Linked DNA regions of Mus musculus: regions 2, 3, 4, 5 and 6 are each linked to region 1. A link is a contact called in public HiCAR-type, HiChIP or PLAC-seq and promoter capture Hi-C data. All regions are on one chromosome and are shown on one strand. Each heading gives the region's core, a stretch centred on a gene start, on an enhancer-like site or on the middle of the called end of the contact. The rest is flanking DNA. Distances are from core to core; before and after follow the strand shown. Region 1 overlaps Rad51b (RAD51 paralog B). Region 2 holds the start of Zfp36l1 (zinc finger protein 36, C3H type-like 1). Region 3 holds the start of Dcaf5 (DDB1 and CUL4 associated factor 5). Region 4 overlaps Gm36660 (a long non-coding RNA gene). Region 5 overlaps Dcaf5 (DDB1 and CUL4 associated factor 5). Region 6 overlaps Actn1 (actinin, alpha 1).

The links. Promoter capture Hi-C pulls out the DNA fragments that hold promoters and counts their contacts. HiCAR-type assays count read pairs that join an accessible place to other places. HiChIP or PLAC-seq counts read pairs in DNA pulled down with a chosen protein or histone mark.
Region 2: an H3K4me3 HiChIP or PLAC-seq map of stem cell-derived neural progenitor cells shows a contact between it and region 1, with 6 times the contacts expected there. The contact joins the promoter of Zfp36l1 here to the enhancer-like site in region 1. A contact is called at or near these places in 2 of 39 promoter capture datasets (the SN4741 cell line and hippocampal neurons), 17 of 484 Hi-C or Micro-C datasets (the C2C12 cell line, the G1E-ER4 cell line, MC3T3-E1-derived osteoblasts and 10 more), 36 of 115 datasets of contacts at active chromatin or transcription factors (the NIH/3T3 cell line, the SCID.adh cell line, T-cell acute lymphoblastic leukemia and 24 more) and 2 of 9 other capture datasets (adipose tissue and pancreatic islet).
Region 3: a promoter capture Hi-C map of hippocampal neurons shows a contact between it and region 1, with 4 times the contacts expected there. The contact joins the promoter of Dcaf5 here to the enhancer-like site in region 1. A contact is called at or near these places in 4 of 39 promoter capture datasets (the 3T3-L1 cell line, cranial neural crest, hippocampal neurons and 1 more) and 1 of 115 datasets of contacts at active chromatin or transcription factors (astrocytes).
Region 4: a HiCAR-type map of astrocytes shows a contact between it and region 1, with 4 times the contacts expected there. The contact joins two enhancer-like sites. A contact is called at or near these places in 1 of 484 Hi-C or Micro-C datasets (bone marrow-derived macrophages) and 7 of 115 datasets of contacts at active chromatin or transcription factors (astrocytes, differentiating embryonic stem cells, embryonic fibroblasts and 2 more).
Region 5: a contact with region 1 is called in a HiCAR-type map of astrocytes, with 2.0 times the contacts expected there. The contact joins two enhancer-like sites. A contact is called at or near these places in 1 of 484 Hi-C or Micro-C datasets (cortical neurons), 2 of 115 datasets of contacts at active chromatin or transcription factors (astrocytes and embryonic stem cells) and 1 of 9 other capture datasets (embryonic stem cells).
Region 6: a HiCAR-type map of astrocytes shows a contact between it and region 1, with 2.2 times the contacts expected there. The contact joins two enhancer-like sites.

The regions. Positions count from the first base shown.
Region 1 is chr12:79,501,860-79,505,373 of GRCm38.p6, forward strand. The region is part of intron 7 of Rad51b (RAD51 paralog B); the gene reads left to right. Among named protein-coding and RNA genes, the nearest start is that of Rad51b, 210 kb to the left of the region's middle. Within about 2 kb of position 2,197, at least 138 of the 459 cell types and tissues checked have an H3K27ac peak or open chromatin away from gene starts, as enhancers often do. A contact at or near this core is called in the C2C12 cell line, the NIH/3T3 cell line, the SN4741 cell line and 23 more, where this site is marked.
Region 2 is chr12:80,111,039-80,114,314 of GRCm38.p6, forward strand. Zfp36l1 (zinc finger protein 36, C3H type-like 1) reads right to left here and starts at 1,975. Exons shown (of 2, transcript NM_007564.5): 1 at 1,781-1,975. The coding sequence starts at 1,837. Gm52006 reads right to left here. Exons shown (of 3, transcript XM_030247048.1): 3 at 2,542-3,276.
Region 3 is chr12:80,434,849-80,438,252 of GRCm38.p6, forward strand. It overlaps Dcaf5 (DDB1 and CUL4 associated factor 5), which reads right to left and starts at 1,753. Exons shown (of 9, transcript NM_177267.5): 1 at 1,337-1,753. The coding sequence starts at 1,550.
Region 4 is chr12:80,061,225-80,064,469 of GRCm38.p6, forward strand. All of the region lies in intron 3 of Gm36660 (a long non-coding RNA gene), which reads right to left. Among named protein-coding and RNA genes, the nearest start is that of Gm36660, 23 kb to the right of the region's middle. RefSeq lists an enhancer at 1-3,245. Within about 2 kb of position 1,572, at least 191 of the 459 cell types and tissues checked have an H3K27ac peak or open chromatin away from gene starts, as enhancers often do. A contact at or near this core is called in astrocytes, differentiating embryonic stem cells and stem cell-derived neural progenitor cells, where this site is marked.
Region 5 is chr12:80,378,218-80,381,884 of GRCm38.p6, forward strand. All of the region lies in intron 5 of Dcaf5 (DDB1 and CUL4 associated factor 5), which reads right to left. Among named protein-coding and RNA genes, the nearest start is that of Mir1843a, 12 kb to the right of the region's middle. Within about 2 kb of position 1,799, at least 137 of the 459 cell types and tissues checked have an H3K27ac peak or open chromatin away from gene starts, as enhancers often do. A contact at or near this core is called in astrocytes and cortical neurons, where this site is marked.
Region 6 is chr12:80,228,839-80,232,460 of GRCm38.p6, forward strand. The region is part of intron 1 of Actn1 (actinin, alpha 1); the gene reads right to left. Among named protein-coding and RNA genes, the nearest start is that of Actn1, 30 kb to the right of the region's middle. Within about 2 kb of position 1,378, at least 219 of the 459 cell types and tissues checked have an H3K27ac peak or open chromatin away from gene starts, as enhancers often do. A contact at or near this core is called in astrocytes, where this site is marked.

The DNA.
Region 1 (3,514 bases), core at 947-3,446:
AACTAGATCAACAATCTGGGGAAGCAGTCAATTAAAGCATTCATTTGTCTTTAGATTTTGTCCTAACTTTTGACCCAAACAAAACCAAATGAATAAAACCACAATACATATATAAAGGCTAGCAGTAGAGTGTCTTCGTGGCAGCGGATAAGATGGGAAATGCTGATAGATTAGGATGAGTCAGCAGAGCTGAGTAATGGGCGTTTTGCTGAGGAGCCCTGCTGCTGAGTGTGCTTTTCTCACTTAGGGAGCTGCTTTGTTTGTAGGCTATACATTGTCCTGCCCCAGGCTGGCCACTCCAAAGCTGGGAAAGGTCATGGATAGCATCTGTATGCATCCATCCAATCAATATGTACAGGCCCTTTGTTGTGAGCTAGGTGTTGTTGTAGGTGTTGAAAATACAGTAAAGAGGAAAAGTTGTCTGTTTTGTGGCCCTTGGAACTGTTACAAGCAAATGAGCAATGCAGTTTCAAATTATGACGAGTATTTAGAAGCAAGTACAGACAGTGAGGCGGAGTGAAGGAGGTAAACCTTAACAGTTGTCTAGATCCAGGACTTTTCCTGGAAGAACTCAGGTGGTTTGGGCTTTCTCTCCAGGAAGAAGACTTTTGGTCTTATTTACTTTTACATCAGAAAATAAAAGGGCTCAAGCATTTGATATAATCCAAAAGGAAGAAAAGTCAGATGTGTTCGCAAGAAGACACTGATTTTTGTCTTCTATGCAAAGCTCAGTCTTGCCTGCCATGTTCTGGTGAACTCTGTGTGGCCCTGCACAGAGCAAAGTTTATTTCTTGTTTGTGTTCCCATATATCTTTTGCTTTGTCTGGAGTACTTTGGCTTTCTATAGTGGGTTTCTGGCCTCCAGCTTTCTCATCATAAAGTAGGATTATCATCATAATATTTATGAATCATACGGCTCTGGAAAGATCTGTCCTTAATCAAAATAATTATTAAATGTCTCATAAACTTGTAGGCCAAAGAAAACATTTAACTTTTTTATTAAATTTGTGCAAATCATTCAGTGAGTTCAGGTTTTCATTCTCGCCCCCCCCTCCCCCAATTTTAAAATAAAGTAGTCGTAGGCTTGTCAAGAATGGTAAGAACTGGATCCTGACAGGAATGGTAGAAACAGAAACAAGCACAGCCTTTCTGGAGAGCCAGTTGGCAGGACAACAGACAGTTCTCTAAAATATGCAGATTTACATCTTCGCCCCCAAATATAAAACTGAATCAGCGTTCAAAGGCATGTGTTCAGAGACATTCATCATCATGTTGCTCATGATGATAACAGGCGGCTCACAGCTCAGTCGTTTAATATAGGGACAGTTCAGTTATATGTTCATTGTCAAACTGTGTGTAGCTATTAATGTAATGATGGCATTAATAGGAATTAATGGCTTTGGAAAGAAGTTCAGAGTGTTCTAGCATTTATAGTGTCCCATGCTGCTTCTCTTTGAGCATCGGCGGTCAAGAGCGGTAATTGTGATCACTTGTACTAACCTTGACATTCGTAGCATGTTACTGTTGAGTGCTGAAGTGTCCTGGGTAGTATGCTGAGCTCCGCTCAAACATTATCTCAGTGAACTTTCAGCCTAGCCCTACTAGCAGGCACAACTTGGATTATTATTTTGTAGATGAGAAAGCCCACTCTTAGAGGAACATAACTATGTAAGGCCTTATACTGAATGATAACAGGGGCAGCATTCATACCCAAACATTTATCTCTAGAATCGATATTCTCAAAGTTTACAGAGAAGCACTCCAGCGTCTTTATATCCTAGTAGAATGTCATGAGAGGCATGTTGTGGAAAACTCTTTCATATGCTTTCCTGTAACTGTACCTTTATCTGTGAGTACTTGGTTCCCATAAGTGGCAGGGAAGAGGTGGGTTAATATTTAATAAAAACACAGGTCAGCAAATAATAGCTCATGGGCCAAAGCCAGTCTGATGGTGGACTTTGTAAGTCCTGTTTTATCTCAGCAGCACTGTGCTTCATTATTATATATTGTCACTTGCTGTCTCTGTGCCTTATTGACAGGAATGACTAGTTTCAATAAAGATTGTGTGGTATAGAGGCTAAAATTAATAGTATCAGGTTCTTTACAGAAAAAAAATTGCCCATGCCTGCTGTAATACACTAGAAGTCTGGAAGGATATTGATCCTGTCTCAGTGATTGCTTTTCTGTTTAGAGTTCATGTTCTTCAGTAGGTACAGGCCACCAGTGTCCAGGTAGTTGGTGAGGGTTTACTGAGAACATGAACCAATAGCTTATTTCAGGACTTCTGAGCCCCTCTGTGCGTGGCTGGCTGGCATTCCCTAACTGGGCCATCTGTGTTGCCCTGACACTCAGACTGTTGCTGCTTCTCTGAGATGGAATGTGTATTCACAAATGAGGGCTCCATTAGTCATGGTGAATTTCCTGGGCCCTGGAGACATGGCCATGACATCACCAAGAGCCAATCAGAAAGGGGCCTCTATAGTCCAGCCTTCAATCCTCTTTGGAAGACTATAGACTAAGTGTTCTGTTCCTAGCCCTCAGGGTGTGATTTGAAACTGCCTTCCTCATCCAGCCATATTCTGGGCACAAAAGTCTAGCTTCTAGACCCAAGAGGCAAGGGCAAGCTTGATAATCTGCAGAGCTGGAGGCAGATTGCTGTTGAACATTTTTTTCCATGGCTTGGGTTTTTTCTTCCCAGAGTTTTCCACTCCAAATGACGTTGTTGCTTTCTGTGGCAAAGGATGGGTGGTGAAGGATGAAATCTGCATTAGATAAAAGATGGCTGGCAGTTAACATTTCTGGATAAGTATAGGTTGGTAGCATGACAAAAATCAGAAGTGTAGTTTGCTGGTTTGTTACATTGCTTCTCTGTATACTTTAACAGCTTTTAACAGCAACTGCTTTTAGCAAAATTAGTGTGTCTTAAAAACAGGCTCATTACCCACAGATCTTAGGATCTTCCTAATGAGGGTTAGCACCTCATTAAATCTTTTATCATCAAGAAGAAAAGACCCACTACCCCCCACTTCTCTTTTGGGGGGGGATTTAAATATTTTAGACTTACAAGCCTCTTTCTTCTCTTCCTTTTCTTTCATTCTTTTTCTTCTCTCTTCCTGTTCCCATCCCAATTTACGAGAATCATTTGTAGAATTCAGTTTTAGAGGTAACTTTCCTAATCTGTGTTCAAAAGCATCTGTTCAAATATGTATTTCTAATTGGCTCTGTCTCTTGTTACTAAACTATAATAGTTAAAACACCTTTAAATTTTATTCAAGGCTCACACTTGTAATCCTAGCACTTCAAGCGGTGAGGCAGGAGAATCTCAAAGTCAAGGTCAGCCTGAGCAAGAACTTGTCTCAAAAAAAAAAATCCATTGATCCTGGAAATTGAGACTTAGAACCTAAGCCAGGTGTGGTGCCTGTAATACTCAAGAGCCTTAAGTAGTCCAGAGAAGTAACAAAGGTCCAGTGGCAGCCTGAGCTGTAGCGGGAGATCTTGCCTTTAAACCAAACCA
Region 2 (3,276 bases), core at 725-3,224, 610 kb after region 1:
TGTGCCCTTCCTTTGGCAACAGGTTTTCAAACTGTGCTTTTTCCTTGCTTGTGGAAGGGCCTAGTCTGGGATGTGGGTAGAGGGATATAGTGTCTGAAAACACAAGGTTCGGGAAGGGTAGGTATCCCACACCCTGGGAGGGATTTTCTCCCAGCATTCTCCACCCCCTTCACTAGGAAGATGCCTTTGCACTTGGTTTCCTGGCTGCGAGAGAGCTCTGGATAAGAGCACCAGTGTTTAATCTTGAACCAAAGCTGCAGACGAGAAGGAAAGCACCAGCACGCTCACACTCCCCGACTCAGTCAATTGGGGGCGGGGGTGTGTGAGTGAGCAAGGACAGAGGCTGCCACAAGCCCTAGTCACCTGCCCAAACTACCTAAGATTTAGAAAAGAGTGGGGGTGGGAGACTTGAAAGTTATCTCCAGGCCCCTGACACATGTGGGTGTGTGTCATTGTGCAAATTCTAAAGTTAGTCCCTTAGGATCCGCAGCAGGGGATCGGGAATCGGTAACCCTGTAACCGCAACCACCCCACCGAGCGGATTACAGGAACCCAGAGGAGAGCCGCTTCCAACAATGAGGTTCATTTAAAAAGTCCTGCGGGGGGAGGGGGCAAAAGAAAGAGAAATAGATCAAAGAGCGGGGCAGCGGGGCCCAGGATGGAGTTGGCTAGCTCAGGCTGCCGCCAGGGCAAACAGACTTGGAAAAACGCAGGGAGGGAAAGAAGCCGAAAATGCAAAGTTTTTGATGTTGCTCTTCAACTCCAGCACGGCCCTGCACCCCAACCCTGCAGCCCCGGGGCCTTGGCAGCTGCACCGACAGGAGCAGCGAGCTAGGAAGAGAGCAACATGACCCGACGTGTTTAAGGGAAGGCAAAAACAGTTCAGCAATTAAAAGTAGCCTAGCAGCTTCATCCTTTCAAATTGGGGGGTTGGGGGAAGTAGAGCGGGCAAAAAATTAACAACATTCACGGAGTTATTTCAATCGCACTCCTGGAACATTACGGTTTTAAAAGTTTTTTTCTGTTTTGTTTTTCAAAAACCTGACTGGCAAACTGCCCCATTTTGGCCCTCTTAAATCCTAACTGGCGGGAACTTGAGGTCTGGCAGCATTTTGTTCCCCTATTCCTTAGTCAACGAACCGTAGTGCCTCACAACCCAGGTAAGCAAACAGTTTCAGCCCCAAGTTTGCAGCACGATCGACCAGCTCCCGCAGCGGGAACCTAGCCCAGCTGGGGCGGACAAACTCCACTACAAAGTCGCTTTGCCTACATCTTTTTGAACCTTAAGTCGGCCTCTTTCTTCGTCGCATTATCTCTTAGCTCCCCAAAACAGACAGGAAAATTCTCCCAGTCAGATACCGCCCTGAGACCTCGCTTTTCCTAGAGACCCCTAGCAAAAGGTGTTGGGTAACCTCGAACATCTCCAGCGGGTACAGGAAACCCAAGGCGCACACTGCGAAGCCGAGCCCACCCGCTTAGCCCAGCTCCGGAGGTGCACCATGCAGAAAAGAATCCTTCAAAATTCGTCCCAAACCTAACCACTCTTCCGCACCTCCTTGCCCCGCAAACTGGAGCAGTCGCCCAGAACTTTGCTCCCCGGATTCACAGAACCCCACCTGGGACCTGAAACTTAAGTGCGAGGAGGACATAAACAAATTCCTTCACCATGGAGGGAAACGCAAGCAGTGAAACTCCTTCACGTCCCCGAGACCCAAACTTTTTAGAGTTTCTTGGAGCACAAGAGAAACTTTCAAAAAGCCAACGCTCCGCCCTGCTTTACCTTGCATAAAACTTCGCTCAAGTCAAAAATGGTGGCGGACACGAGGGTGGTGGTCATCGTGGGCGTTCGCACGGGGCAAGGACTAGGATCTGGTGTGTCGTGAAGGTCCCGGTGCGGGGAAGGCGCAGCCTCCGGCTCTCCGGTCAGGAGTCCCACACGCCTGCTCCCGGCGCCCCTCGCCTTTCTGACTCTCCCGGGCTGCGGCGCGCAAAGCCCAATTTATAAGATTTGGTGGGTTGGGGGGGGTGGAAGGAGGAGCTTTAAACGTATTTAAATGAAGAAGAGGAGGCGGAAAAAAAGTTGATTGACACTGAGGTTGAATCAGCCATGCGGTCAAGAGGGAGGGAGGGGTAAAGGGGGAGGAAAGAAACTTTCAAAAGGAAGAAGGGGGAGGGAGACGAGGAAAGAAGGCGGAAAAAAAAAAAAAAAAAAAGCACTCGGAGCGGCGCAAAACTTTTTTTTCTTAAAGAGGAAAAGTTTCGAGTCCGCGGGCTCCGGGGGCGCCCCTCCCCTGGGCCGAGCCCGGCAGAGGGGGAGGGGCGCCCACCCTTTGTCAACCTCGCTGCTCGGCTCTGTGACATCACTCATTCCACCCCCTTCGGAGTTCGAGTTGTTGTGTTTGTTGGTTTTTTTTTTTAAGAGTTGGAAGGCGGGCTCGACTCTCCTCTCTCTCTCTCTCTCTCTCTCTCTCTCTCTCTCTCTCTCTCTCTCTCCCCCCCCTCCTCCCTCCCTCTCCCCCCTGTCTTTTTTTTTTTTTTTTTTCTTCCTAGCAGGCGCTGGAGCTGGTCTTGAGCGGGCCAGGGCTGCGGTTTCCATCTTGAGCTAGTGTCCCTTGAAACTTCTCCAAGTGCCCGCACGACTTACCTTCCCCTGACTTCCCTGTCCACACCCGGCTGCCCATCGCAAAATGAGCTGGGCGAGGAGTTTAGGAATGCGGAGCACCCCAAATGTTCGAGTCAAGAGTTTTATGTTTGTTGTTTCCCATCAGTGAGCAAAAGAAGTAGGGATGACCAGAGAAAACTTTTTCTCCAGGAGAGCCTAGGCTGGAGGGGGCGAGAGCAGTAAGATTTTGCGCGCAGCGCGGGGTCCACGCGTGCTGGGCCGGCAGCCTGCGTTTTCCCGGTATGGTGGGGGCACCACTGCCTGGGCAGAATTCTTTCAGACCTAGATGGGGCGCTTTGTTCACATAACCGATCTTTAAACTTGCTACAGCAGAAAAGTCCAGACTTTCAAGGGCACCCCCTGAAAATAAAAGAGCAACAAGTCACTTTCCACGCGCGCTTTGAATTCGGGCTGCCTCCTCCACACATCCCCGAATGTTAAAAACAAGGGGGGAAAAAGTTACTTTGGTAAGAAGGAAGGTAGAGGTGGGGGAAGCGACACTTCTTGCTGCTCTCCCGCCCCCACGCGAACGGAACATATGGCTTGTCACTATGCCCGGTTTGGGGGTACCAAGCAATAAGACCCACGGAACTCAGTGGCCTTCAATGAATTAC
Region 3 (3,404 bases), core at 503-3,002, 930 kb after region 1:
AAATTAGAAAGCCATTCAGGTATCCACCTGGATGAAGTTAAGCGCCACGTCCAGGGCTGCCCCCCCCCCCCCCCCCGCCCAACCCTCCCAGTATAGGAAAAAGGGTCGAGGAAGGAGGCGAGCGGGAACGCCCGATCTGGTCTAGGCCCTTCACAGCGCAGCCGGGTTTCAGGGAGCCGCCCCTTCTCGGGCAAGAGCCCAGCCCCACCCGCCCACACCCGGGGCCGCGACCCCAGGGGAGGAGCGGGGGCAGCCAGCGACCCTGCCGCGGCGTACGCAGGCGCCGCCGCTGCCACCGTCGCCGCCGCCGCTCGGGTCCGGCCTCCCCCCCCGGAGCAATAGGCTATCGATTCAGCTGCCTGTCGCTAGGAGCCCCGAGAGAGCAAGGCCTACACCGCCCGGCCGGAGCCCCGGCCTCGATTGCACCACTTTCCCCCACCCCAGCGGGGAGACCCTGGAGGCAAGTAGGCCCAGCTGAACCGGGTGGGGGAGGAGGCGAGCAGCCCTGCAACAGGAGCCGCGCGGGTGAAGGGGGTCCTGGAGCCCGCCTCCCGCCAGTAGGTCTCCCGGGGGGTCCTCCTGAAGCCCTGCCTCCCGAACAGCGCATCCAAGTTCAGGCTGGTTGGTGTCCCTAGGTCGCTAGAGCCCTCGCCACTCTCGGAACCATAATAAAAACAAGACGCTGAAGAGGCTACCACTGCGTGCTGGGAGATGGGATTGGGCCCTGAGAGAGCCAGGGGGAGGGGACGCCTCTCTGCTACCCGTCACCACCCGCCCGACCCCGCTGGCCCCACGGTGTCCGGCTCTGTCACCGCCGGCCTCCGGCTCCGAGGCCCCTTTTCTCCATGACACCGAGGACTGGGGCTCGAGCTTCGCCTGGCCTTTGGCGAGCCTTGGTCTCCCCCCCCCCCCCGGCCAGCCCTCCCCCCAGTGCCCCCCGCACCTTTTAAACTACGCAGAGGAAGAGTTTGCCAACCAACTTAGTCAAACCGTAACCTCGTCCCCCTCCCCGACCCACACTGGTGGGGCAGGCATCTGGAGGGACCACTTTGCACTTGGGATAAAGCACATTAAAGACCTGTCAACCATTTTAGGTCTTTTTTTATATATATAGAAGACATCCTCCTCTCCTTCCCCTTCTTCCTTCCCTCCCCCCTCCCTTCCTCCCTCCCCCTGCAATGGTATTAATTTCACACCAAATCTTCCCACCGCTGGAGAGGGGTTGAGAAGGGCGGGGGTGGGGACGCAGGGCAGCAGGAGGGTGGCGGGGAAGGGGAAGGGGCAGCTGGAAGGGGAGCGGGAGGCGCGGGGAGGGGAAGGAAGGGGGTTGATTTACCTGAGACCAGCCACTGGCCTCCATTGTTGGAGAATTCAATGGCATTGACACAGCCGAAGTGGCCGAGAAGGTCCTTCTTGTAGAGGTTTCTGCAGCCCCGCAGGCGTCTCCTCTGAAAGTCCTGAGTGAGCAGGGGGTCCCCATGCAAGCCCCGCTGGGACAAGAAGCCCACCACTGACCTCATGCTGCCCCCCAGGCCAGCTCTCCTCTTCATGCTGGAACCGCCGCCGCCACCGCCGCTGCAGCTCGCGCCGCCGCCCCTCCCTCGGCCGCACGCCGGGCCGCCGCTCCCCTCCCGTCCCGTCCCTCCCCGCGCGCAGCGAGCCGGAGGCTTCTTTAACCAGCCATGGCAGACGGAGCGAGGTGTGCAGACGGTCGGTCGGCGGCGTTCGCGGCTTCCTCACGGTCGCGTCCCTCCCTCCCCTTCCCCCCTAGGCTCCGCCTCCCTGCCGCCTCCAGCAGCTGATCCCCAGCTGCGGTCGCGCTTCCGCGGTGCGGGGCTCTTCCGCCGGCCGCCGGGCCGGAGAACGCGGGCGCCAGCTGCCCCTCCCCCGCGGACGGCTGCCCGGAGATGGCGGGCGGCGGCTTGCAGCGGCCGCTGACCGCGCCGAACCACGGTTGGCTCAGGATGGCGGCGACGGGGCACCCCCGGCACGCCGCACTCTGAAGTTGGACACGCGTAACAATCAGAGTGGCAGCCGGCCTGCGGGCTCACCCTCCTTCCCTGGAGGGACAGCGGCTCGCCCAGCGCTGCTCGCTGCCTCCTGGGGCGCCCAGTTCCCTGTTCAAGTGAGGGAACCCACGATTGGACTGGACGTCTGGAAGGAGGTTGTCTGTGGGGTTTTATCGGTGCACCTGCCCTTTCCAAAAATGTTGATACACCCTTCTATTCTCCAATTCAGTTTTCTAATTGACACTCACCACCACCCCCACCACCACCCCCAGCCTATCGGTTTAAAAAAAAAGGCAGAATTATTCAAGCTGATAGGACACTTGGGTTTAGGGGGTTGCGGAGAGGTGAAAAGAGAATTGAGCTGATATAGTAGCCATATAGTAGAGCGTATGCTTTTTGCATTCTTCAAGTTCTGGGTTCAATCTCTAGCACTAACAATCCCCACCCCCCACTCCCAAAAGAAAGTGAGAAGAAAATTGCCAAAATCAAATTGAGAAGGTCCTCTGTCCATTGGTTCCAGATGCATTTGCAAGCCACAAGAAACATTATGAAACGTAGCAGTATCTTATTTCATTGGTAGGGGTGAGGCCAAAGGTCTTGAGAATGGAGGCCTGGAGATGCACAGCTGTTAACCAGCAGCCACAGTATAGTCCAGAAGTAGCTGCCTTTCAATAGTGCAGGAGTCCTCAGTTGAGTTGACCTCAGTGAGGAAACTGGGTAAGTGCACTGGAATTTTACCAGGTAAAGTTGAAAGTCCCCTTTTCAATGGAGTGCTTTTCCAGGAAACTATCCTCTATCATTAGTGGTAATTAACTAACCTGAAATAGGCAGGTGTCAGGTTTGCCCTTTCAGTTTAACACGAATTACAATCTCAGGACCAGAGATGGCACAGGAGTGGTTAAATACAACCATAGGTGAAAGATGAACTAAAGAAATTCTTAAGATAAAGATGGGGAATGAGGAAGAGGTTCACCTGTCAAGCAAAATTATTTTTTTGCAAGTAGTTAATTCAAAAGTTCATATAACAACATTCTAAATTTATTAGAAGGTCACCAAACCCAAAAATGAGAATTCAAATGGAATATTATCCCTTAAATAAGAAAATGAGGGGCTGGTGAGATGGCTCAGCAGGTAAGAGCACCCGACTGTTCTTCCGAAGGTCCTGAGTTCAAATCCCAGCAACCACATGTTGGCTCACAACCATCCGTAACAAGATCTGACTCCCTCTTCTGGTGTGTCTGAAGACAGCTACAGTGTACTTACATATAATAAATAAATAAATAAATCTTTAAAAAAAAAAAAAAAAAGAAAATGAGTAATGCTTAAAAAAAAAATCCTGTGCACACTGTGGTTTGTACATATAATCCAAGGACTTGGGAAGTGGAGGTGGGAGAA
Region 4 (3,245 bases), core at 322-2,821, 560 kb after region 1:
AGCCATGAGTCCCATATATTGTCTCTAAGACCTGTCTGTCTAAAATAGGAAGGTTGATTTTTGGCTTTGATTTTTATTTTCTTTTTAAGACAAGTTCTCATATAGCCCAGGCTGGCCCTGAGTCAAGGATAGCCCAACTGTGATGTTCCTACCACCACAATACTGGGATTACAGGCTTGTGCCATTCAAGCCCAGTGTGTGTGGTGGTAGAGAACAAACCCATGGTTTCCTGCATGCTAGGTAAGCACTCCACCTACTGAGCTACATCCCCAGCCCCTGGTGTGTGTGTGTGTGTGTGTGTGTGTGTGTGTGTGTGTGTGTGCGCGCGTGCGCACGCATGTGTACATATTTTTAAAACTCCTAAATAGTGTGCTGACTTACACCACTCATGCATGCTCTTTATTATGCACCCTCAGTCTCCTTTGGAAGATGTCACACTACACTTTCAGAGACATTATAGAAGGTTTGTCTGTCAGTGCCAGGTCAAAGCCCCACAGGTTAGGGTCCCAGAGAGGATCACACCAAGAGTCCCAGTACCTCCCTCTCACTTCTATGGACGTGCTGGGACCTCACATCCCAAAGTCCTGGGACCAAGTCTCCTGGCCTTATCTTTTCTTTTCACTGAGCCTCCATGCTTGTGTCCACCATGTGGACAGCTTTTAAGCCCCTCTCACAAAGCCTGGTGCTTGAGACAAAGTTAGCCAGGTTCTGCTCTTTGTCCACATTTCAACAACTCTTCTGCCTGATATTAAAAATAGCTTTGTCTGGTCGAGTGAGATCAGGCCAGGAGACAGGCGCCTGCTGTTCTAATCTCAGCCTCACAAATAGCTCTTGATGCGCTTGAGTTTCCCTCAGCACCTTCAGGGGCTCCGACTGCAACAGGGGCCTGCTTAGTTACCTCTGAAGGTGAGATTCCTCTATGCTGCTCCTGAGGTCCACAAGAGGCCTGTGCACGTGCACACACACACACACACACACACACACACACACACACACACACACACATTCCTGTTACGGACCTTTTTGGTGCCTCAGAACTAAGCCGCCATTGAGAGCATTCACCACACTCCGGGTATCCTATATTTCCCAGGCCAGAACCTACAAAAGCGTCCCTTGAGAGTTAAACTCAAACATCTATAGTAAACAGGCTGCCCCTCCCTGTCTGCCCCCTCCTCCATTCCCCACCCCTAATTCCACCTCCCTGTCTTTCCCCCAAGCCCATCTTGTACTCTGTGAAAAACCATAGACCCTTTGGTTGCCAAGGGAACCAAGCCTTTCATTCTGTTCCAGTGACTGGCTGGTTGGGGCTGAGGGGTAGGGCAACAACTGGTGCCCAGACCTTTGGAGCACACACACCCCCTCACAATGCCCCCCTTTTTTTCAAAGGAGGAGGGGTGGATTGCACCCCAGTTGCTTTTTCACCCAAGCCCAGCTGGGTGAGACAGAGCCCTTGGGCTCTCAGGAGTTCCTTGGCTGCCACTTCGGGGGGAATCCATGCTCCCCAGGCCCTTCTCTGGCCCTGGCCCTTTCCAGAGGACAATAGCCTCCACGCAAGGGAAAATTCCATCGCCCAGGGTTCAAGTCTCCAAGGAGTTGCTGGGGCCTCTGTTTAGCCTAGAGTGGGCTCTGAGGAGCCGCTGCAGCTGTCTGGCTTGTTTCCCCCTCTTGCTGTGTTTTCTCTTTAACCCCTGAGCTGCCAAGGGGCTGTTTTACCCCAACCCCCAGACAGTGCCTGGGAACTAAGAGAGGAAAGAAATAAGGCTTTGTTCCCTGGGGGAACTAATTGGGAAAGAGCAGCAGTGTGGCCTACAGGGAGAACACTCCCACCTCTGCACATCTTCACTGAAACCAGCAAGCAGGAGCTAGGAGCAAGGGGCTACAGAAAACCAGGGCTGCTCAAGCTGCTGAGAGCCATTTTTCTCAAACTCGGAAGACGTTGGGTGGGTGTGGGGGGTGGAAAGCTGCAAAGGTCTCCATCTTCCCAGCTCAAGGCCCTAAGCCAACACCTGCTTTTCTCCCCCTGCTGTTTCTTCCAAGATCTGCACACACACAAAAAAAACAACAACTCTGGAATAAAAATAGAAACTGGGGAGACCAAGGCATCCTGTTTCAAAATACTAGATTGGTAAGTGAGAAATATCTAGCAACCCCATGTCAATGCTTAACCTCTAAAAACCAGTTTTTTGTTTAGGAATTTTACTTCATTGCACATCAGTAGCAATCAATACAAAGGTTTTCTCACAAACCAAAAGTTCTGCTATGTATCTTAAGATGGGGCGAATTCTATGTACAGATCCTTAAGGTACTGAAACATTATTCTGACCCCTATAGGAGTAGAATACATTTCTAAGCAACCATCAATGCTTCCACGTATGCAGCCAAGCCAGCCAACCATGGCCATTGATCAAGAACATTTGAGAAAAGAACTTACTCTCACACTGAGACAATAGTGCAAAGATTGTCTCCGTGCTGGGAAACACCTCCTCCCCTCTCCGGGAAGGAGAGTTCTGATCCAGATATGAAGACAGCTGGGGTCTAACACAGAACTCAGAGGTTCACCCTGGCCCTAGGAGAATACAGATTGGTGCACACAGCAGGGAAGCCCAGGCCTGTTGGGTTCCTCCTGCTCTCAGCAGCCACATCTCCGGTTCACCCTCTAGTACCCGATCCTGTTGACCCACAGCCCCACCCCCACCCTGTCCTGCAGCAGTCTAGCCTTTCTCTGTTGTGGCAAGGCTGCATTTTTCCCCCAGGAAACTATTGTGCAAAAAAAATGAAGCAACACAAAGCACAGAAGTGTACATGAGCCTTTTAGGGTTCACATCTAAACCAGAGGAATTTCTCAACAAAAGCATTGAGAGGAAGGTGAAATCAACCCGACACTCAGAACACTTGAACTGGGCTGTAGCCCCTAGTCCCAACATTTCATACTCTCTCCATGCGTGCGATCAAGCAGATGGAGCCCTGGCTCCTGACCCTCCATCCACACTCCCGTTAAGAGCTTCAGTGGCCAGAACAGACACTGAAAAAGTCTATGGGGAGTAGATTTTACTCACAGCTCTGAGATAGATCATCTCAGAGGTGGGCATGCTGCTGCATATCATAACTAAAATAAACAAAAAACAAAAAAACAAAACAAAACAAAAAACCTATCCCCACACAAACACACACAAGTGTTGACTCCGCATTGGATCATCTCCATAATTTCTTTTAGCTCTAAAGAAAGAGCTGACTGTTGAGAGACT
Region 5 (3,667 bases), core at 549-3,048, 880 kb after region 1:
GAGATCAGAGGGCAGTTTATGGGATTTAGTTCTCTCCTCCCACCATTAGTGTTCCAGAGATCCAACTCGGGTTGTCAGGCTTGGAAGCAATGCCCTTACCTACTGAGCCATCTCACCAGCGCTTGCTTCCAGCTTTTCAGTTCCCAAGTGTATATTCAGCTTTGAAATATCTTAAATTTATTCATGTACTCTCATTTATCTAGCGTCCCTGGAAGCCAGTCTCCCACTAGCAGTCTTCAGATGAAGATGTAGAACTCTCAGCTCCTCCTGCACCATGCCTGCCTGGATGCTGCCATGCACCTGCATTGATGATAGTGGACTGAACCTCTGAACCTGTAAGCCAGCCCCAATTAAATACTGTCCTTATAAGAGTGGCTTTGGTCATGGTGTCTGTTCATGGCAGTAAAAGCCTAACTAAGACATACAGTATATTCTGGTTCACTTATTATGCTATAGTGTAGTGTGTGTTTTATGTGTATATGTGAATGTCTATGTATATGTCTGTGCACCATGCATAAGTCTGGTGGCCAGAAGAGGGCACTGGATCTCTTGGAACTGGGGTTAATGACAGCCACCAGAGAGATGCTGGGAATCTCAAGCCCAAGTTTGCAACAGCTCTTAACCTCTGAGCCATCTCTCCAGCCCTTCCAAGTGCTCATAACTGAGCCGTCTCCCCAGTCCCTCAACAGAATTCTTGATTACCTGGGCCTTATCTCACAGAGGGGTGGTTACCCATGCCACAACCATGTTCTCTTTTATATCTCTGATTCACTGAAGTCAGGCTATGTGAGTATCATTTGTATAGCTTTACTAAGCGGTTATATGTTCTTATTGCATTATTTTTTCTGTAGTTTCATAATGTTTATAACATTTTTAAAGTCATGAAGTGTGATGTTTGCATATGCTCTACCCAGGGAATGGCAGTATTAGAATGTGTAGCCCTGTTGGAGTAGGTGTGGCTTTGTTGGGAGTCATGTGTCACTGTGGGTTTAAGATCCTCATCCTAGCTGCCTGGAAGCCAGTCTCCCACTAGCAGTCTTCAGATGAAGATGTAGAACTCTCAGCTCCTCCTGCACCATGCCTGCCTGGATGCTGCCATGCACCCGCATTGATGATAGTGGACTGAACCTCTGAACCTGTAAGCCAGCCCCAATTAAATACTGTCCTTATAAGAGTGGCCTTGGTCATGGTGTCTGTTCATGGCAGTAAAAGCCTAACTAAGACATACAGTATGCTTCTAAATGACTTCTTTTGCTGATGAGGTCCTGACTTGCCTGAAGATGACCTACAGGAAGAATGGCCCTGAAAACGTTCATGCAGGAGCAGCTGCCAACCTGGCATGGTCATAAACACAACCTGCCAACACCAGCCGCAGCCATGCCTACTTTACCCTCCCAAAGCAATCTTCTCACCAAGGGAGGAATGCTGTGGTACTGCGGCTGTGTGCAGAAACAAGGTTTGGATAAAACATCGTGCCATCCTCCTGGGTGGAATGGATGGAAGACAGCAAAGACAAAAACCATCCCCAGAACTCCAAGTACCAAGGAGGAGTCTAGAATCCCAAGTCCCCAAATGATAAACCCAGCAAAGAAATAAATGATCTTATAATGTCTTGAATACAAGCCACACTCACTCACTCATACACAGAGAATGAAAGGACTGGGCAGCTGGAGCCCAGGCATTTCCTTTATAGGGAGCCCTGGCCACCACAGGCATGCGGTGCTATCTAAACACTGAGTTCAAAAACAATGAAAGGCTTTCAATCTACAGTCAGCATGGAGCTTGCAACTCAGCCAGAATCTGTGGAACTGAGGGTGGGTGAGGGGTGGAACAAGACTCAACAGAAACAAACTTGGCCAGCACAGCCAGCCCAGCAGAGCCCAGCAGAGCCCAGCAGAGCCCAGCACAGCCCAGCACAGCCCAGAACAGCACAGCCCAGCCCAGAACAGCCCAGAACAGCACAGCCCAGCACAAGAGCACAGCCAAGCACAGCACAGCACAGCACAGCACAGCACAGCACAGAACAAGAGCACAGCCAGCACAGCGCAGCGCAGCACAGCACAGCCCAGCACAGCACACACAGCACAGCACAGCACAAGAGCACAGCCAGCGCAGCGCAGCACAGCACAGCACAGCCCAGCACAGCACAAGAGCACAGCACACACAGCACAGCACAGCACAAGAGCACAGCACAGCACAACGCAGCGCAGCGCAGCACAGCGCAGCGCAGCACAGCACAGCACAAGAGCACAGCGCAGCACAGCACAGCACAGCACAAGAGCACAGAGCAGCACAGCGCAGCGCAGCGCAGCGCAGCCCAGCCCAGCCCAGCCCAGCCCAGCACAGCACAAGAGCACAGCGCAGCACAGCACAAGAGCACAGCGCAGCACAGCACAAGAGCACAGCGCAGCACAGCACAAGAGCACAGCACAGCACAGCACAAGAGCACAGCGCAGCACAGTACAGCACAGCACAGCACAGCACAGCACAGCACAGCACAGCACAGCACAGCAGCAGGGTTGACATCAGCTCAAGTCCCTGACAGGAAGCAGGGGCCTCTGCTAAACTCCCTTCTCATCAGTTAATAGTTATCCTCTCTGTCCATTCCAGTCAGGCCTGAAGAGGAGCCTGCCCATCACTGGCCCACGGGTCTATTCTATCCCCACCCAAGATCCTTGACCTGGCATTTATAATTTGGTTAGAGTGCAGGAGTGTGGCTCCAGTAACTTTTCTTCTTCCTGCATTTCTGGGTAAGAAGATTAATCTTTCAACCAAGGAGAGTGCACAAGAACCTGATGTAGTTAGGAGTACATCGTAGAGAACAAAATGTGATTCCTTCCAGAAGAATGGATGGATACATCTCAGCAGGAGTTTATGCAGCTGGCCATTTATAGTGAGAATAAGGAATGATCTATTTTGCCAAGAGAAAAGGCTTTCTTCCCACCGCCTCCCCAAGCCCCCTGAGACAAGGTTTCTCTGTGTAGCCTTGGCTGTTTGGCTGTCCAGGAACTCACTCTGTAGACCAGGCTGGCCTCAAACTCAGAAATCCACCTGCCTCTGCCTCTGCCTCCCAAGTGCTGGGATTAAAGGTACACGCCACCACTGCCCGGACTAAGAAAAGACTTAAAAACAGTTTGTCTTCATAGTCAGGATACGGTAATGTTTCTTTACTTCAGATCTAAAATGCTGGCTTAGTGGTTAAGAGCATGCACCAATCTTCCAGAGACCCTGAGTTTGGCTCACAACCACCTGCAACTTTTGCTCCAGGAGATCTAATGCCCTCTTCTGGCCTATGTACAAATACACACACACACACACACACACACACAATGCCCACTTCTGGCCTGTGTACAAATACACACACACACACACACACACACACACACACCCCTCCTCTCACATACACACAAAGTCATCCAGAGACTAAGCATAATAGGTGTACACCTATAATTCCAAAACTTAAAAGATACTTCTTGAAAGTTAGCATGGGTTACATGTCAAGATCCTGTGAGGGGCTAGAGGATTTTTTTATTGAAAATTTTTTGTTTGTTTTGAAACAGTCTCTCTCTACATAGTCCTGATTGTCCTGTAATTTATGGTGTATACTAGGCTGGCCTCAAACTCAGAGATGCTCTGCCTCCACAGTGCTGGGACTAAAGGTGATCTA
Region 6 (3,622 bases), core at 128-2,627, 730 kb after region 1:
AGTTAATTCTGACACAGGATTCTACTGGGACAAGCCTGAAGTGAAGCAAACCAATCAGAAAAGGGCAAACAAAAAACAGGTCCACTTCTACGAGGTACCAAAACCATTTCAAATGAGTATACTTCAGAACCCTGAGTTAGACCAACACATGACCTCTTCCTCCCCGCCAGCTCCAAAAAAATGGACTAAGACCTCCCAAGACAGGGGGAGTTAGGGACAGCTACACCGCCTCAGGCCCTGCCTTGCCCTCTGCTCTAACAGACGGGCAGAAGGGAAGTTCCTCTCCCATAGCCAGAAGAGAAGCAAACTGGGGGCCCCTCTCCAGGTCCTGACTCCAGGGTGACTCAGGCTCCAGTTTCTCAAGAAGGAAGTGAGCCACTCCAGTCTGCCTTTTTTTCCCTTTTAGGAAGACACAAGAGAATGATTCAACTTAATCCTGGAGGCCTAAATTCCACTTCACTCCACTTGCACTGGAGATATCACACCCCACACACCATCCTCCAGGACAGGAAGTCAAAAGGACAGGACACAGCCTTCCCTCTCTACCTCAGTCCCAGCGTCCTACACTCAGCTCCTAACACTGGAAGAGACATCAGCAAGGTCTGAACTCACTCTGTTTTGGCTGCTCTGATGGTCTCAGTCTCCTCATCGGTAACTTAAAGGGATGGGACAGAGGCAGCTCTGAGCTTCTAGGTCTCTGGAGGAGCTGGGTGATTAATCTGGGGCTGAGAAAAGACAGGAGAACACAGGATGTGGCTTTGGAACCAGGCAAGCTTTAGTACAGACTCATGCCTGGCACCCCTCCAGAAGCACGGGTTCCAACTGGAACACCTGTATCACCCCCCCCCACCCCACCCCCACCCCCAAGTCAGGCAATCTCATCACTCACTCAATAGCTCCCACAGGCTACTGTTGGAGGACAGCCTCTGAGATGGACACAGCCTGGTGAAACTTCTCCATGGACCTTTAAGACCCTGGAGACCCTTTAAGACCCTATCTCTTGTCCCCAGAGCCTGTGCTTGGGCGCCTGGAAGGCTGAGAGTCAAGTAGGTAATTTGAACAACAAAGCAAAAGAGAGCCCAGTAGAGCTACAGGGAGCATAAAGGACATTGGAGTCCAGAGTCTGGTTTGAATCCTGAGTTTGACACTAGCTTGCTGTGAGACTTTGGAAGAGCTCGGTCATTTGTCCGGCCCTCTATTTTTCTACTGGCAGAGGGGACGGACTTTGGGGGCCCTCTGACAGTCCACATAGGGAATCACAGGAGGAAGGCCTGCTGGAGCCACCCTGCAGCTTCCTGTGGCCCCTGCTTCGACCTAATAGTGGCTGACCCGCCCAGGGCCGGCAGACGGCAGACTGCAGACAAATGAGCTGACAGGCAGCCAACTCCAGGGAGTGCTGAGGCACGAGGGACACAGCTTCAGCCTGGCAAAGTCCAGCTGCTGGAGGCTGTCTGAAGGCAAACATCCTGCTTTAATGGCAGAGATGAAAATAGTATGGCCGTTTTCTCAGAGTTGGAACCAGCTGGCTGAGATGGGGTCAGGGGACAAGACAGTGGCTATGTGCTTTGTCTTTTAGCTGCAAAGCCTGGTGCTGGATAACGGTATCCCTTTCAACACCCACCCCCCAGCTCCCCACCCCCACCCATCTCTGCCGGATTTTAACCATAAACACAGCCTTTTTTTTTCTAAAGGAAGGGCTTAACACAAACCAGATGCTTCGGGACTTTTCCCCAGCCCCCTCTCTGGCCCTAAAATTAAACACTCAGTATGGCCTCTGCCAAAATTCACTAGAAGGTCCAGCCTTAAAGAGCCAGAGCCTCCGGTTCTCACCCTTGCACACTCTTAATAATATCCCCACCTAAACAAGATGTCAAAGTCCTCCCAACGCTGAGCATGGTGGCCTCCTGAGTGCCTAACAGGGGCGACCAGCATAAAGGGACAAACAGGACAACCTGGGCATGGGAAGGCTGCCCTAGCAGGGGTTTTGCAGAAGGAGCCGAGCCTGCCCATCAGCTCTGTCCCAAAAGGCTCTGGACACAGCAAGAAGAGTTATTAGTCTTCTTGGACTTAGGTCCTAGGGTCTAGGAAAGAGGGCGGATGACAGACATCTCAGTCAACCTTGAGCTCACAGTGGTGGGGCGGTCTGAGCAGGTCTGTTCCATGCCAACTGGAATCTGCTGCCCTTCTGAGGTTTTTCTGGGTGATGGGTTCATTGTGCAGGGTAATCTGGTCACTCCCACCTTCTCGAACCATGTCTTACGCATGTCTGACCCTCTGTGACAAGTCTGTACACTTCAAAGAGTTCATACCTAATGTTAAGAATAAATGAATTTTCCAAGCTGTTTCTACCCAAGAGGCCACCAGCCGCAGAGTCCAAGGCAGTAGCAGGAAATTAGCTGAAGAATAAGTTTCCAATTCCTTTTCTGTGCTGTGGCTCTCGTCTCCCCTGAGAAGTTCCCTGGACACAGAGGCAGCCAGGGTGTGCATTTCTTCTTGTAACTCCCCAACACAAGCCCTAGTCCCTCGCAGTGCACCATCAGGGGGTATCCTGGTAGACTGTACCTCCTGAGCTGCCCTCGCAGGGCTTGTCTACAAAGGCAGTTTGAGGCTGTGCCAGCAAACACAGCTGCTGTCTGACCCCCAGTCCCACGGTAGTGAGGAAGCTGCAAGTTCAGAACCAACTTAATCTTCCCCCACCCCCCTCCAACCCGTCATGTTGCCATAAGGAAGCCAGAACTACCACGACAGAGACATCTAGGACAGAAGTTGACTAAATAGGAACTAGAGGAACAGAAGTCACAAAGGTGGTTTAGGGAACCAAGCAAGGCAGGATGCAGAGTCAAAAAGCCCTTACTCCACAGGAAACCAAACAACAGATCTGAGCAGGTCAGTGAAGGACAGTTAGCTGTTTCTGCTAAGCAGGGGGACAGCACAGGCTGTGAGGGATCCATGAGCAGTGTTGGTTATCTGCCAGGTAAACATGCCCAAGAATCCCCAGGATGACTGACATCCATCAGGGCAGGTTCCCCTGCAGACACTGCAGTACCCTTTTAAAGTAGCCTTGGAGATTTGTCTAATAGGCCACCAGCTCCAGACCCAGCAAGACCGACCACATGGAAAGCAACCACATCCCCTCTCCTTTCTTTCACTCTTAGTAGTGGGGGGTGGGGCTCAGGGTCCAGAGGGAATACTTCATTCCCATTTGGGGACAGCTAGAATTCAGGATCTGAGCCACAAAGAGAGAAGGCTCCACCGGCATGCACTGGAGATAGGGAAAGTTATGAGTAAAGGAGCTGAGTGTGCTGAGCTTAACTGATCCCATATTCACACTAAAGGAGTACTATCCTCTGCCAAATTCTGTAGCTTTATCTTTAAAAAAAAAAAAAATGACATGGGATACTTATTAGAAACACATACCTGAGCTCTGACAGGGCCATGTGGTTCATAGGCCTGGACAGTGCCCAGGAAGCCCACAGATCACTCTTTAAAGAATACAGTCCTGAAGTGAGACTCCGCTCTTGGGTGACAGAGAACGGCCACAATATAATCAACAGTATATACCTACAGACAAACTGTGGTCACTGAAAATGGGTGACTGTGTAGCTAAGGATGAGACGGGAGG